3 separate regions of the Mus musculus genome follow, and regions 2 and 3 are each linked to region 1. A link is a contact called in public promoter capture Hi-C data. All regions are on one chromosome and are shown on one strand. The core of a region is the stretch at or near the end of the contact, and the rest is flanking DNA. Distances in the headings are between cores, read along the strand shown. Region 1 holds the start of Aldh8a1 (aldehyde dehydrogenase 8 family, member A1). Region 2 holds the start of Mtfr2 (mitochondrial fission regulator 2). Region 3 holds the start of Pex7 (peroxisomal biogenesis factor 7).

Evidence for each region. Promoter capture Hi-C pulls out the DNA fragments that hold promoters and counts their contacts.
Region 2: a contact with region 1 is called in a promoter capture Hi-C map of stem cell-derived epiblast-like cells, with 4 times the contacts expected there. The contact joins the promoter of Mtfr2 here to the promoter of Aldh8a1 in region 1. A contact is called at or near these places in 5 of 39 promoter capture datasets (the C10 cell line, liver, pre-B cells and 1 more).
Region 3: a contact with region 1 is called in a promoter capture Hi-C map of pre-B cells, with 2.2 times the contacts expected there. The contact joins the promoter of Pex7 here to the promoter of Aldh8a1 in region 1. A contact is called at or near these places in 3 of 39 promoter capture datasets (liver and pre-B cells).

The regions. Positions count from the first base shown.
Region 1 is chr10:21,374,291-21,378,812 of GRCm38.p6, forward strand. Aldh8a1 (aldehyde dehydrogenase 8 family, member A1) reads left to right here and starts at 3,010. Exons shown (of 7, transcript NM_178713.4): 1 at 3,010-3,188. The coding sequence starts at 3,051. It overlaps Gm33803 (a long non-coding RNA gene), which reads right to left and starts at 468. Exons shown (of 3, transcript XR_380156.3): 1 at 273-468.
Region 2 is chr10:20,346,238-20,350,495 of GRCm38.p6, forward strand. It overlaps Mtfr2 (mitochondrial fission regulator 2), which reads left to right and starts at 1,582. Exons shown (of 7, transcript NM_027930.3): 1 at 1,582-1,686; 2 at 2,098-2,198. The coding sequence starts at 1,674.
Region 3 is chr10:19,904,597-19,909,112 of GRCm38.p6, forward strand. It overlaps Pex7 (peroxisomal biogenesis factor 7), which reads right to left and starts at 3,078. Exons shown (of 10, transcript NM_008822.2): 1 at 2,863-3,078; 2 at 1,249-1,306; 3 at 1-117. The coding sequence starts at 2,977.

The DNA.
Region 1 (4,522 bases), core at 1,760-4,259:
CGTGAGAAACCGCAGGACCCGGCTCTGGGGTTGGGAAAAGGTGCAGTCTGGGGTCCCCTCGGACCTGCCAGAGTTAGGCTCAGATTTTCCGGCACCATAAACGCCACTGGGCGCCATGGAAGAGCCGGTTCTGGGGTCCCTGGGCCACACAGAAGCCAGGGATGTCAGGTTCTCAAGTCAAGAAGAGCTGAGAATGGGTGGGGACCCTCGGGCGGACCCGGGAGGGGGACCAAAGGGAAAAGGGCAGGGAGGAAAGAGCTCTGAGAGGTTACCGTGGGGATGAGAGTCCTAGGCTTGCTCAGTCAGTGGTTTGGGTTGGCCGAAGCCGCGGCTGGAGCACAGGGAGGCCTCCCGTGAGAGGCTCTTTAGGGGAAGGCCTGCTCCATTGCTCCAGCATGGTGGATCCCGATGAGAAGAGTCAGTCCATGGTTTTAAGGCCTTTATTGTACAAAGGCAGAGAGAGGGAAAGAGTAGGGAAGCAGAGGCCAGCCATGAACACGTGGAGAGAGGGGACAAGGGAAGGCAGAGAGAGGGGGAACAGGGGAGAAAGAGTAAGAGCAAGAGAGTAAGAGGTAAAAGAACGAGGAGGGGGCAAGCAGCTCCTTTTATAGTAAGCTGGGCCACGCTGGCTGTTGCCAGGTAACTGTGGGGAGGAGCATACCTGGCTGCCAGGTAACTGTGGGGTGGAGTCCAGACAAGAACCAGGAGCCTGGGGTATTGCCTATGATGCCACACACCTGTCTGCAGGGGGCTGTGGGAGACTGTTATGATCCTAGAAAAGCACCGGTGTTTGAGGAATTTAGTCCCGGAAGGCATCCTTTAAGTCTGCTTTGGATGGCGGAGGGAGAAAATATCATGTTAATTATGCATCCAGGATAGGCAGTAACAGTTTGTCTATAAAAGGAAACTGGTTGTCAATTAAGGACTGAAGGATGGTAATCAGCATAGTTGATTTGACCTGTGGACGTAGATTAGATGACTTTTGAACCTTAAAGGAAATGTAAAGTGAGTTGAATAATTTTTTGGTAACACATGAATGCTAGGGAGAAAAACAAACATTTAAATAAAGAAGAGAGAAAATTGTGGGTTGAAAAGCACAAACATTGTTACAGGTGTTCCTGTTAGGAGAACTTCTAAGCATTTAAACAAACCCTGAAAACCTTTGGCTTCAGGTGTGTTTTTTCTTTGGTGGGCTTAGGTGGAGGGGCGAGGGGCCTGCTCTGCCATGAGGTGGTTGTGTGCTCTGGCAGATGGGTTCCTGTTTTCCCCATTTGTTTTTTCTTGGAAAGCAGAAGGAGATGAAATTCCAATCTTAAAGAAAAGCTCAAAGGAACAAGCACAGAAGTTTCATAGGGCCGTAAGGGACAGAGGGAGTGGGAGGCAGCCCCCGTAGTTCTGTTCTGTTTCTAGCCGGAAGCAGTGGTAGCCTGCTGGCCAGTGTGAGAGGGTGAATTCTGCCTTTTGGCCTGCAGGGACCTTAGGGAATGGCGTGTTGGCTGGCAGGCCGAGGAAACAGAGTTCAGGGCAGGTGCTGCCATTGGAGGAGTCAGCTCCATAGGAGCCCTGTTGTGGGGCTGGGGGACGGACAGAGAGTAGAGGCAAGATTTGGAGAGTGTAGCTCAGAGTCAAAGGAGGAGGGGGAAGAAGCTGGCCAGGAGGGAGGGAGAGAGGGAGGGAGGGAAAGACAGAGACAGGGAGGGAGGAGATTCATGGTCAGTAAGAAATTGAAGATGCTCTCTTTACATTTTAAACATTCTACAAGGTAGAAATACAGAGAATGGAAACACAGCAATACAGCAGCCAAAACATTTCCACAACTGGTGAAAGACAAAGCCAGTGGTAGAAAAGCAGCCTCTTCCAGTCACGGTTAAGAACAAATTCTCACCAAATGCACTGTGGTGAAAATGGGACGCCAAAGACGACAGACAGCCGTCAGTAGGTGGAGACGTGAAGTACAGGAAGGATGGGGAGATAGCAACATGGAGAACAGAAGGAACAAGACCTTCAGAGGGTTACTTGCAAAATACAAAACAAGCGCTATGATGCACAAGAGAGTTTGGTTATCCATGGAGCCTCAGCAGAGTGAACGGTGGTGTGTCCTGTCCTCTCAGAGGCCATGTGCTGGTCTGTTCAGCTGTGACAGAATAACTGAAAATCGATCACTTGAGAGAACCTGAATTCTTGTTGTTCTGGAGACTGGGAAGCCCATGATGTTGGTGTGAGGAGATTGTGTATGGTAAATATCCCCTGCCTCTGCCACTTCCTCACCAGGCAGGGCAGCTGTGCTCCTGCGGCAGAAGGCACAAATGACCCATAGCCTGTTTCGAAGGCACCACCGAGGCCGTGAGCAGCACCTTAACTCCAGGAGTGCCCACTTAAACACTGCCACTGGAGGGTTAAACGTGCCCGAATTCTGAGCGTTCAAACCACGGCATTGCCGGGTAGTGAAGACGGCTCCCTTGCTCCTGTGGCCAGTCCCTACAGGGACATGGATGCATCCTCCTGAGATGGACTCACAGGCTGTTAGGTGTAAATGTAGCTAAAGTTTCTTCTCATTTCCTGTCAGTACTTGAGTGTTCATGTGTGACCTTGGCCACATTGTGTAACCTTCCAGAGGCTCAATGCCTTCCCTAGAAAGGAGGAAGTAAGGATTGCTGCATGGGACAATATTCTGTGGAGCCAATTTTCTTTATGCTTTGCACTTCGTGTTTAAACAGTGGGCACTTATGGTGCAGTGCCGATAAAATCATCTCACACACACACACACACACACACACACACACAGTTGATATGAAAGGACAATCTGAAGACATTGTACATATGTAACTTGATGTTAGTTTAATGCAGTGCCCATTTCTCAGAATGGACCATGAGTTGCCTTCAAGAACCATCCGAGTTTGGAATCAGGAAAGTTCTGAAGCGCAGCGGGTCTCCTCCTCCCAGGTTCGGATATGCAAATGAGGACACTGGGCCTGGGGGTGAGATGAGGGTGTCCAAAGTCCTGAGGGCAGTCACAGAGGGCTGCTGTACACAGAGGGCACTTTCCTAACATGGCTGGAAAAAGGGAACTTTTGATGTTGGAGAACTTTATAGGTGGGAAGTTTTTACCCTGTAACTCATATATAGATTCTTACGATCCATCAACAGGGGAAGTTTATTGCAAAGTTCCAAACAGTGGGAAAGAAGAGGTAAGTCTATTCACTTGGGAAACTAAAACGTATTTACTGTGTTGACAAATTGTAGACAACCATTTTCTAAAACTAAAGGGGAGAGGATGAAGGAAAATGTAGCATTTTATAAGGTAGTTTATCATATGAATGGACTGGTCTGAGCTGGAATGGCTCTGAGTTTACTATGTTCAAGAGAAAGTTGTTAGCTGTGGGAACAGTGGTTTTAATGTTTGTAATTCTCAGACAGATTGTAATAGTTATAGAGAACTCTTACGATATGAAATGCATCCTTCTCTCTACAAAGTGCCCACTGGCTCCATGGGTTTATAAAAATAAATCTTGAAAACTTAAATTGGGAACAAAACAAAAGCCCAGTACTTTATTTTAGACCATCATCTGATAGTTCCTCATATCTCTGAGAATACCCAGTCTAATAAAGCCAGTTATTTGAGTAATGAAGCTGAAAATTAAACTCTCATGTCATTTCATTAAACTTAACAACTTAAAAAATGAGGGTTCATGTCCCTTTCTCTTTCCTTTTTCTTTCTTTTCTAGTTATGAAGAATTAAGTCACTTGGGGAATTTTGTAAAATGCTTGAGATATATTTAATGTTATGAATTATTGCACTGAGAATAAAAAATGTTTGGTGTGCTGAGTGACTGATGTGTGTGTGGTTACCAAATGCAAACCGCCCATTGTTTATTCTTTTCAAGGCACAAACAACTCGATTATAATATAATTCCAATCTTCCTATATAAATATATCTTATATGCCAAGTTTTTTCTTCAAAAATTCAACTTTTTTTCTTCACTGGTAAATTTTAAATCTGTCTTCTAGAGGAAAAAAACAACTTTAGACTCTGTACTAAAGTTTAAGAATATTGGGTAACTTGTTAGTTACATTGTAACCAGCAATTTTGCTTGCTTCCAATGACCCAAACTGCATGAGACCAAGGCTTCTCTTCTCCATCTCCTGGTGTTTCCAAAGTGAGGAGATGCAGGTGGAGTGTGGTACCGGCTGGCACTTCTTCAGGAAATAGAATAAAACATATTTGCTTTTGCTTTTCCAGTAATATGTATGTTTTATTTTCTCAGCAATCCAGTTTGCAAATATTTTGGGTTCCACAAAAGCTGTGTCTTTGTTGATTTTACAAGATATGTGCCGAATTTTGGGCCTGTGTGAGTGTGTGTGTGTGTGTGTGTGTGCGTGCTTGCTCGAGCGCGCTTGCTTGCATGCAGTGCAAACTGAGATAGTACAACCTGTAGACTTAATCTGAACCATACAGGAGGGCAGAAAAGCACTCAGATGCATTCTGAGTGCATCACGTTTTGGCCACAAGAGGGCATCTGCT
Region 2 (4,258 bases), core at 332-2,831, 1.0 Mb before region 1:
ATGCCACTTGGAGCGATAATGCTCTGCATTAGAGCCATAGTGGGGGAAAAAAAAATCCAGTACTGGATATGAGAAACTTAAGTTGTTGGTCATTTGAATCTAAGAGACTCCAAAAACAGTTTATGCTATTGCTGGCACCCGCGGTGGCTTCTCAGAAGACATCACACACACACTTAGGACAGACTTGGAGGAACTGTGTTGATCTGATCCTTAAATGAGGGAAAGGCAGCATTTCAAAGCCAACTTTCTTTAATTTCCGATCATGTCCCAAAACATTAATAACAAACCAAAACAACCAAAAACCAAAAAACACATTTCTCCAGAGAGTTTATACAGTCTTGGTTGTTTCTTTTCAGAAATGCTGTATTATTTTTTATTTTTTATTTTTGGTTTTTTTGAGACAGGGTTTCTCTGTGTGGCCCTGGCTGTCCTGGAACTCACTCTGTTAACCAGGCTGGCCTCGAACCCAGAAATCCACCTGCCTCTGCCTCCCAAGTACTGGGATTAAAGGCGTGCACCACCATGCCCAGCCTTATTATTTTTTAAGAATATACATATATTCATATATATATGTTATATATATACATATATTTATATATATGTAATTTGTTTTTGTTTTTTGTTTTGTTTGGTTTTTTGAGACAGGGTTTCTCTGTATAGCCCTGGCTGTCCTGGAACTCACTTTGTAGACTAGGCTGGCCTCGAACTCAGAAATCCGCCTGTCTCTGCCTCCGAGTGCTGGGATTAAAGGCATGCGCCAACCACTCCCAGCAATTGTTAAGATTATTAAAACATTCCTAAGAAAGGAAAAGAAAATGTAAGAATTTCAAAACTTAATGCTCATGTCCTCATGACATGCCAAATCTTTAGTTATTTAACTGAGGTTTTGTAATTAAATACATTACTACAATTAAATATCAATTTGTGAATTGGGTTGTGGTGAGTATAGCTATGACCAGTGTATATAACTCTGCTTTCCATAATCTCTTACTGTCAATACAAAACAAGGGTTTTTTGGTTTTGTTTTGGTTTTGATTAATTAAAGCTTTTTTGCTTTTCATTAGCTTTCAAAAGTTTGAAAGGTAAAGGTGTAAAAAAGCCTTAGGGTCAGCGAGATGGCTCAAGCAGCCTGCTACCAAACCTGAGGTCTCAAGTTCTATCCGTGGATCCTACACAAATTGTCCTTTGGCTTTGAAACAGGTACTTTGGCATGTGCATGTGTAGCGTGCACACACTAAGACATGTAAACAACTAGACTGGACAGTGTGGCTCAACATGAGTAATCCCAGCATTTAGCATAACGGCTAGATATTTTCGCAGAATGACTAAACAATTACAAGTGGGCGGATTCTTTGTTGAATGTTGGGAAGGCTTGACACCTTACTGGCAAAGGACTGAGTGAAGCACAAGTTGCAAAGGCAGAAGACACAATTCCGAATGCTGGGGGCACGGTGCGCATGCGCCTTTCGAATGCGCCTATTGGCTCTTACCCTTCCAATCACCGGCGGCGTCCTCCGGCGGCGTCCAATAGGGATAGACTCCGAACTCCGGCCCGCGAAGCTTGATATTCCAGGCTGGGGTCGAGTCGGAAGCGGCGAGCGATTCCGGGAAGAAGCTACTCTGCGGCTGTAGGTCGCGTCCGGAGAGTTTCCCCGGCCGCCTGGCGCCGTGCAATGCCGCGGGATGGTGAGTGGCACGGGCTCCGTTAGGCCTCGGCTTCCGGTCGGTGGCCGGTGACGGACGGACGGACGGAAGCGCGGGCGGGTGGCGTTCCTCGCGGGGTGAAGAGAGCGGCTGGGCGGTTCTCTCCAGGGGCAGCAGAGCTCCAGGGATGGTGATCTTGGCTGTCGCACATTTGCTTGTCAATCCCTTTACACACACACACACACACACACACACACACACACACACACACACGGTAAGATAGCAATGGAATTTAGTAAAGTGCTCTTTCTTTCCTTTTAAGTCTCTCTTCAAAATAATAGCTCTCCAGGAGCAATCACTTGATGGTGTCATGAAAGGTCTCTGTGGTTTCCTTAGTGCGGTCTATGTAGCAGTTACCTGTCAAGAGTAATAATTGATAACTTCTCTTCTAAGGTACCAACGAACAGCGTTTTCTTGAACTTCCTTCACCAATGTCTTTCATTCTAAATATATTAAGAAACGTGCTGGAATATTTTGGTGTTCCCGTAGACCAGGTAAAAGTCTTTTATTAATTTTGCTAACTTTATTTTTGGGTCTCGTTATTGTCGTTGCTTTGAGACAGGATATGGTGCAGCTTAGGCTAAAAGTCTGGATTTTGCTGCTATTCTTGGGTCGTTTTTGTTCTTTGAGCCAGGCAGGGCACTATGCAGTTCAGGCGTTCCTTGAGCTCCTGATCCCCCCCCCCTACCAATGGGAGGAAGTTAGGACAGAAACTCAAAACAAAGCAGGAACCTGGAGGCAGGAGCTGATGGAGGAATGCTGATAACTGACTTGTTCCACCAGCTTTCTTATAAAAATTAGGGCCACCTGCTCAGGGGTGTTACCACCCACCACCACCTACCAATGGCTGATTACAGATGGACAGTGTGCCATTTTGAACATGTTCTCTGCCCTGATTAGTTTTTATTGTCAACTCGGTATTAGAGTCTTATGGGGAGAGGAACCTCAAGAAATAGCTTAGATTACGTTGGCTTGTGGCCCTGTCTCTAAGTGAGTGTCCTTACTGTTCATAGTTGTGGTAGGGCCCAGCCCTGTGGAGGATACCATTCTTGGGATAATGAGTTCTGAGCTGTATAAGAAAGCTAGTTGAGCCTGAGCCAGGGTTTCTGCTTCTATTCCTGCCTGACTTCCCTCAATGATGATGAATCGTGACTGGCTAGTTTCATTTCAACTTGACACAAACTGTAATGATCTGAGAAGAGGGAACCCTGATTGAGAAATTGCCTTCCAAAAGTCAGGCTATAGGCTAGTCTGTAGAGCATTTTCTTTTTTTTTTTTTTTTTAAAGGGTAGCCAGTCATACTTTTTTTTTTTTTTTTTTTTTTTTTTTAAGATTTATTTATTTTATATGTAAGTACACTGTAGCTGTCTTCAGACACTCCAGAAGAGGGAATCAGATCTCGTTAGGATGGTTGCGAGCCACCATGTGGTTGCTGGGATTTGAACTCCAGACCTTTGGAAGAGCAGTCTGGAAGAGCAGTCGGGTGCTCTTACCCACTGAGCCATCTCACCAGCCCCGAGCATTTTCTTAATTAGTGATTGATGTGGGAGAGCCCAGCCCATTGTGGGTGGTAACACCCCTGAGCAGGTGGCCCTAATTTTTATAAGAAAGCTGGTGGAACAAGTCAGTTATCAGCATTCCTCCATCAGCTCCTGCCTCCAGGTTCCTGCTTTGTTTTGAGTTTCTGTCCTAACTTCCTCCCATGATGACATTTTTTCCTCCCCACGTTGCTTTTGGTCATGATGCTTCTCATAGCAGCAGATAGAAAACAGCAAAGTCACACCATGTGTGTTAGTACAGGCCTCAGTTGTTAGAGAGACTGAGACAGAGGGATCTACATTTCAGGGTCACCTTAGGCTACAGAGTGAGTTGAAGACCTTCTTGGGCAGCTTAGTGAGACTCCATCTCAAAGTCAAAGGGCATGAAGTAGGGCTAGGATATAAGATACGTGGCTCTGTGGTAGAACACTTGCCCAGTATGAGCAAGGCTCCCAAGGTCAATCCCAAATTCCGGAAAGAAAGCCTCTGTGTAAACATTGCAGTCTTTGTTTCGGTGTGAGAAGGATGAGTCTGCAGTAGTGCACCGTTGATAGTGTGGTATTCATAGGGGTCCTTTACTCTCTCAGTCAGAGCCCAAGAAGACACAGAGGATCACCACATAGTTAGGGTTGTTATCCTTGTTCTCATATGGCTCACTATTTGTAAAAGTCTTTTGCATTTGGGAGGCTGAGGCAGGTTGGTCTCTGTGAATTTGAGGCCAGACTGAAAATAAAATTATTTTATTGCTTCTTCATAGCTGTAATTTTACTACTGTTATGAATCTAATGTAAATATCTTATGTGTGACCCCCCCCCCCAAAAAAAAAAAACAATTGACACCCGCTGGTTGAGAACCACTGGTTAGAGTTTCAGAATAGCCAGGGCTACGTAGACCCTATCTCAAAAACACAAACACATGCAAAATAATGAGTGGCTTACAAAATGGTAAATTATCCGTAAAGATGGTGGAATGAATTAGAAAAAGTATCAGGGGTAATGCCAAGATTTTAAACAAAA
Region 3 (4,516 bases), core at 1,828-4,327, 1.5 Mb before region 1:
CCTGTGGCTTTGGCAGTGTCCCAGAGCTGCAGTGAGCCATCACCACTACAGGTGACAAGGACATGCTCATTGTTTTCACTCCAGGTAACGTCAAACAAGCCGTCATTCCAGTCAAAGCTACGCCAGAAAAGAAAATACATGCACTGCAGATCACAAAATGATTAACATCTTAATTTTATAGTTACTGTTTTTTTCCTTGTTTTTCACATATTGTAACACACATTACCTCAGATGATCTTGAAAACTACAAGAGATAAATAGAGCAGGTACTCCACAGTGGCCTGGAAGCACAGCCCAGGAAGGGCAGGTAGATAGCTCCAAAGTTAAACTGAAAGGAGGTTTCCAAACACTCATATGAGGTATCCACCAAAGACATGCTGACATCACCTGCTTTTATTGTAGTGCACCTGTGACTCACAGCATGCACTTGTGAGACTTTCAAAATACGGAGACCAATCATTTCAAATACTCCCACAAATCTTTCTTCATCTGAGCTACGAGCAGGTAGTGGCTTTCTACAGAATCTCTTTCCTCTGCCTTTGACTAATCCTGATAGAAGTAGCGTGTGTCCATCACTCAACCTGGAAGACAGGTCCAGAGAGAAACACTGGGCAGTCCACAGGATGAGCGCTAGCTCTTGCTTAAGGAAACTAAATTACTAAGACGCTCACTGTTTTACGTTTTAAATGTATAATTTATAAGCAGACACTAGTAAGCTTGAGAACATGGCATAATCATAGTTAGCAAAAATAATTTCTATATGATGCCAATGTAAAAGTTTATTTTACATCATAAATTAAAAACCTATTAGTTCCAAATATTCAAAATGCAACTGCATTAAGACTTTGACAGAGGTTGACTGTATATGTACACTTAATAATTAGAGCCATTATAATGGTTTGAGGAGAATGGCCACCACAGGCTCTTAGGTTTGAATACTCAGTCCCTAGGTGATACAAGTATTTGGGAAGGATTTAGGAGATGTGGTATTGCTGGAAGAAGTGTGCCACTGGGGCCAGGCTCTGGGACTTCAAAAGACTTGCCCCATTCCCAGAGTGGATCTCTCTGCCTCCCATCTGTGGCTCAAGATGTGAGCTCTCAGCTGTTCCTGTAGCCATGACTTTGCTCCACCATTATAGACTCTGACCCTGACCCACTAAGATTATAAGCCTAAAGTAACTACTTTCTTTTGTAAGTTGCCTTAATCTTGATGCCTTATCACAGCACCAGAAATGTCAATCACTTTACCTTCTAAAAATCTGAAGTCCAGATTCATTTTGATCCAATACTAATAGAGTTCCACAGCCTAGAAGAAATACAAAACAAAACAAAGCCCTAAGTCATGTTGTTTAACCTCCTGGGAGTCATCTATGATGAAATCTTAAACATTGTGGACCAGCTTTAACTACCACAAATTTCCCATAAAATAACTGCAACCGTATATACAGAACAATTAAAAGTTACATAGTATGCTTCAGTCCTTAAATATCCAACTTACCATCTGGCCAGACTGGAATCGGAACACCAGTCTGGGGAAACGCATCAGAGTGCCAACTCACACCGGGCCTGGTGCTAGGCACGCAAACCTTTCAAGCTGGAGCTAATAACAGAAGACAAGGAAGGCTTGTGCTTACAAACCCCCAAGACTGTGGTTCTCCCCTGCTGATACACGCAGAACACACCAATCACAGCATTTTAAGACAGTATATGTGGAAATACCATATACTCGTTGGTCAGGTGTTGAAAACAACATTAACTTCAGTTATGTGCCAACAATCAATAATTTTTGCTGAAAGACTAATGTCTCTTTCTCTCCCCCATCTCACACTCCATTAACATCTGTTCAAAGGGAATCTGCACTTGAACTTTACAAGGTAAGATGACTAATTACTATGCTCACATGCACATTCAACTGTTCAAACTAGAGTCTTCACAGAATTTCGCTTTGAGTTTTTGTGATCAGTGAGGTGGGTAAAGTGTTAAAGATCTTCCACTTAAACGTAACTGATGAAGAAGAAAAAAAAAAGTCAACTGTCAGGTCAGAGACCCGACCCCTTCCATGTGCAGAGCCAGCTTCTAATCCCAGTACCCACTTGGCAGCTGACAACCATCAGTAATGGATCCAACACCCTCTTTGAATCTTCTCTTCTGACCTTAGCTGGCACCAGGCATGGTTCACAGACATACATACAAGCAAAAAACTCAGACACACACACAAAAAATCTCTAGAAAACAATTCCTAATTATACCAATTTCTTGTAAGAAACCTTTATAAAAGTCTAAAGTTTGATGGCCAAGAACTGTGAACCCAACCGTGAAAGCACTAAGCACTAATGGACAAACTATACGGAAACAAGTTTATTTACCACTACTTTTCAGAAATCGTATTTTTTTCCTGCAGTAAACAAGTATTACAGATCACTGACATTATGCAATGGTTTGCCATACACTGCTCCTGTGCATAAACAGCAGATGGGGTATAAGTTAAAATAAATGGCTTGAGCACTTAGACATCTCTGCACATTTATCCACTTCCCCTAGAACAACTAAAAGCGAGCACAGAATTTTCTAGTTTTTTTTTTTTTCTTTTTCAAGAAAGGGCCAGCGTCTCCCTAAGTCTCTGTTGAGGATGGCTTTGAACTGGTGGCTCTGTTGACTCCACCTTGCAAGTACTGACAAGTGCATCCTTCTTACAGAAGGGAAAGGACTAGCTGTAGACTTCCCCTGGGCTCCAATGCCAACTCCGCAGAAAGGGGGACCTAGGAGGGAGGGCCGAGCTCTGTCGCCCCCTGGCGGTGGCGGCGGCACCGCGCGCTCAGCGGCGCGTCCTACGCCCGCCCCGGAGGCGCGGCCCGCGCTCACCCGCGATGCCGTAGTGCTGCGCCGCGGCACAGGCCAGGCGGCCCGGCAGGTACGGAGAGAACTCGGCCGCATAGCCGTGGCGGCCGGGCACCCGCAGCGTCCGCGCCGCGCTCATTCCGCTCGCCCGCCGTCACTCGGCCTCCCGGCCCGAGCGCGGAAACAGTCTCGAGGTAGAAGTGCCCCACTGCGGCTCACTGAAAGTCCAGGAAGGCCGGGCGGAAGTGACGACGCCGACGCCCGGAATCCTAGATTTTGATTGGGCTACATAGAAAAGGGAACTGACGCCGCGAGGACCATTTTTCTTTTGGGCAAAAATCCAATGATTTGCTCTAACTAAAATCAACTGGTCTTTCAGAGATTATTCTAGACCTAAAAGAGAAGATACTCGCTAGGAGTCACTTCAGACAGTTGTTCACGTTTAATTGCAACCTCCATGTTTTTTTTTTAAATAAAAACCTTGTGTTTTTATTAATTGCTTGAACTTTAAAACTTTGCTATTCTGACATTTTCCTGATGGTTACGAAATAAAAGCCACAACAAACTCGGAAAGCAGTTAGTGAGTCCAAGGGCAACGAATGGAGTACTAGGTTGCCCAAGGTAATTTGAATCCAGACAACAATGAAGTTAAAGGATAGGACTATTATCATGTGCAATTTGCGGTCTATAGGTTTTATGTAGTTAGTTGCACTATGCAGATATATTCCAGTAATTAAGGAAGACTTGGGCTCATTAATTTCTTCATTCAAATGTTTGCCAAGCATATGCAATGTGGTAGATGAATGTGCAGTTTGCCAAACCAAACACTGAAGAGTGAAAGAGACTTGTTAATCATTAAACCAGTCAACCTGCACAGACCAAGTCATGTACCAAGCTTGGTGCTAGACTTTTGCATTCAAAAGACCCACTGGGATACGTGGTTGAGCTCAAGAGATTACAAGACTTGAAAGCTGTCAAGTGTAATCAAAATGCTATTGATGCTGTGATGAATATACACAGATGTTTTTAGGGTAGGGTGTCAGGGAACATTTTAGAAAGGAGATAATCTAGGGTGAATTCATACAAATGACTTTCTCTAACTAAAAAGTTGGAAGCCATTGTGGGATCAGGAGAAGGGTGAAGAACCCAGGAAACCTAAAACCGCAAGGGATGGTAGCTGCCAGGACTCAGTCTAGCCTGATAGAGAAAGAGCACTTTGGGTAGATTCCACCTGGTGAGAGAAAATCAAATGCTCCAACATGAACTCTTGTATTGTACCCCATGCCCAAGGAACTGTGCTGCAGCTTAAATAATAGAGATCTGTGCAAGTTTTCAGATATGGATCATTTAGTGAGTTATCATTCCCAAGCAACAGTAACTGGAGGCTAGAGATTGGCAATGGAGTACAGTTAGAGACTTTAGCAACAACTCAAGCAGAAGATGCTATAGTTGGGTAATAGTGTTTTGTTGAGAATTATGGAAAGGTGTGGAGAGGGTACGCTTAAGGGTCAAATGAAGACAAAAAGCTTAAATGGTTTCCAACTCTTAGTATAGTACTTATCTAGACACAGGAATTGTTTATTGAAATAAGGACAATGGAGCATTAATAAACTCCAGTTCTGCATGTTGACTGTGTACTGTGTGCAGTACTTGAATACAGCACAATGGAGTCCAGCCA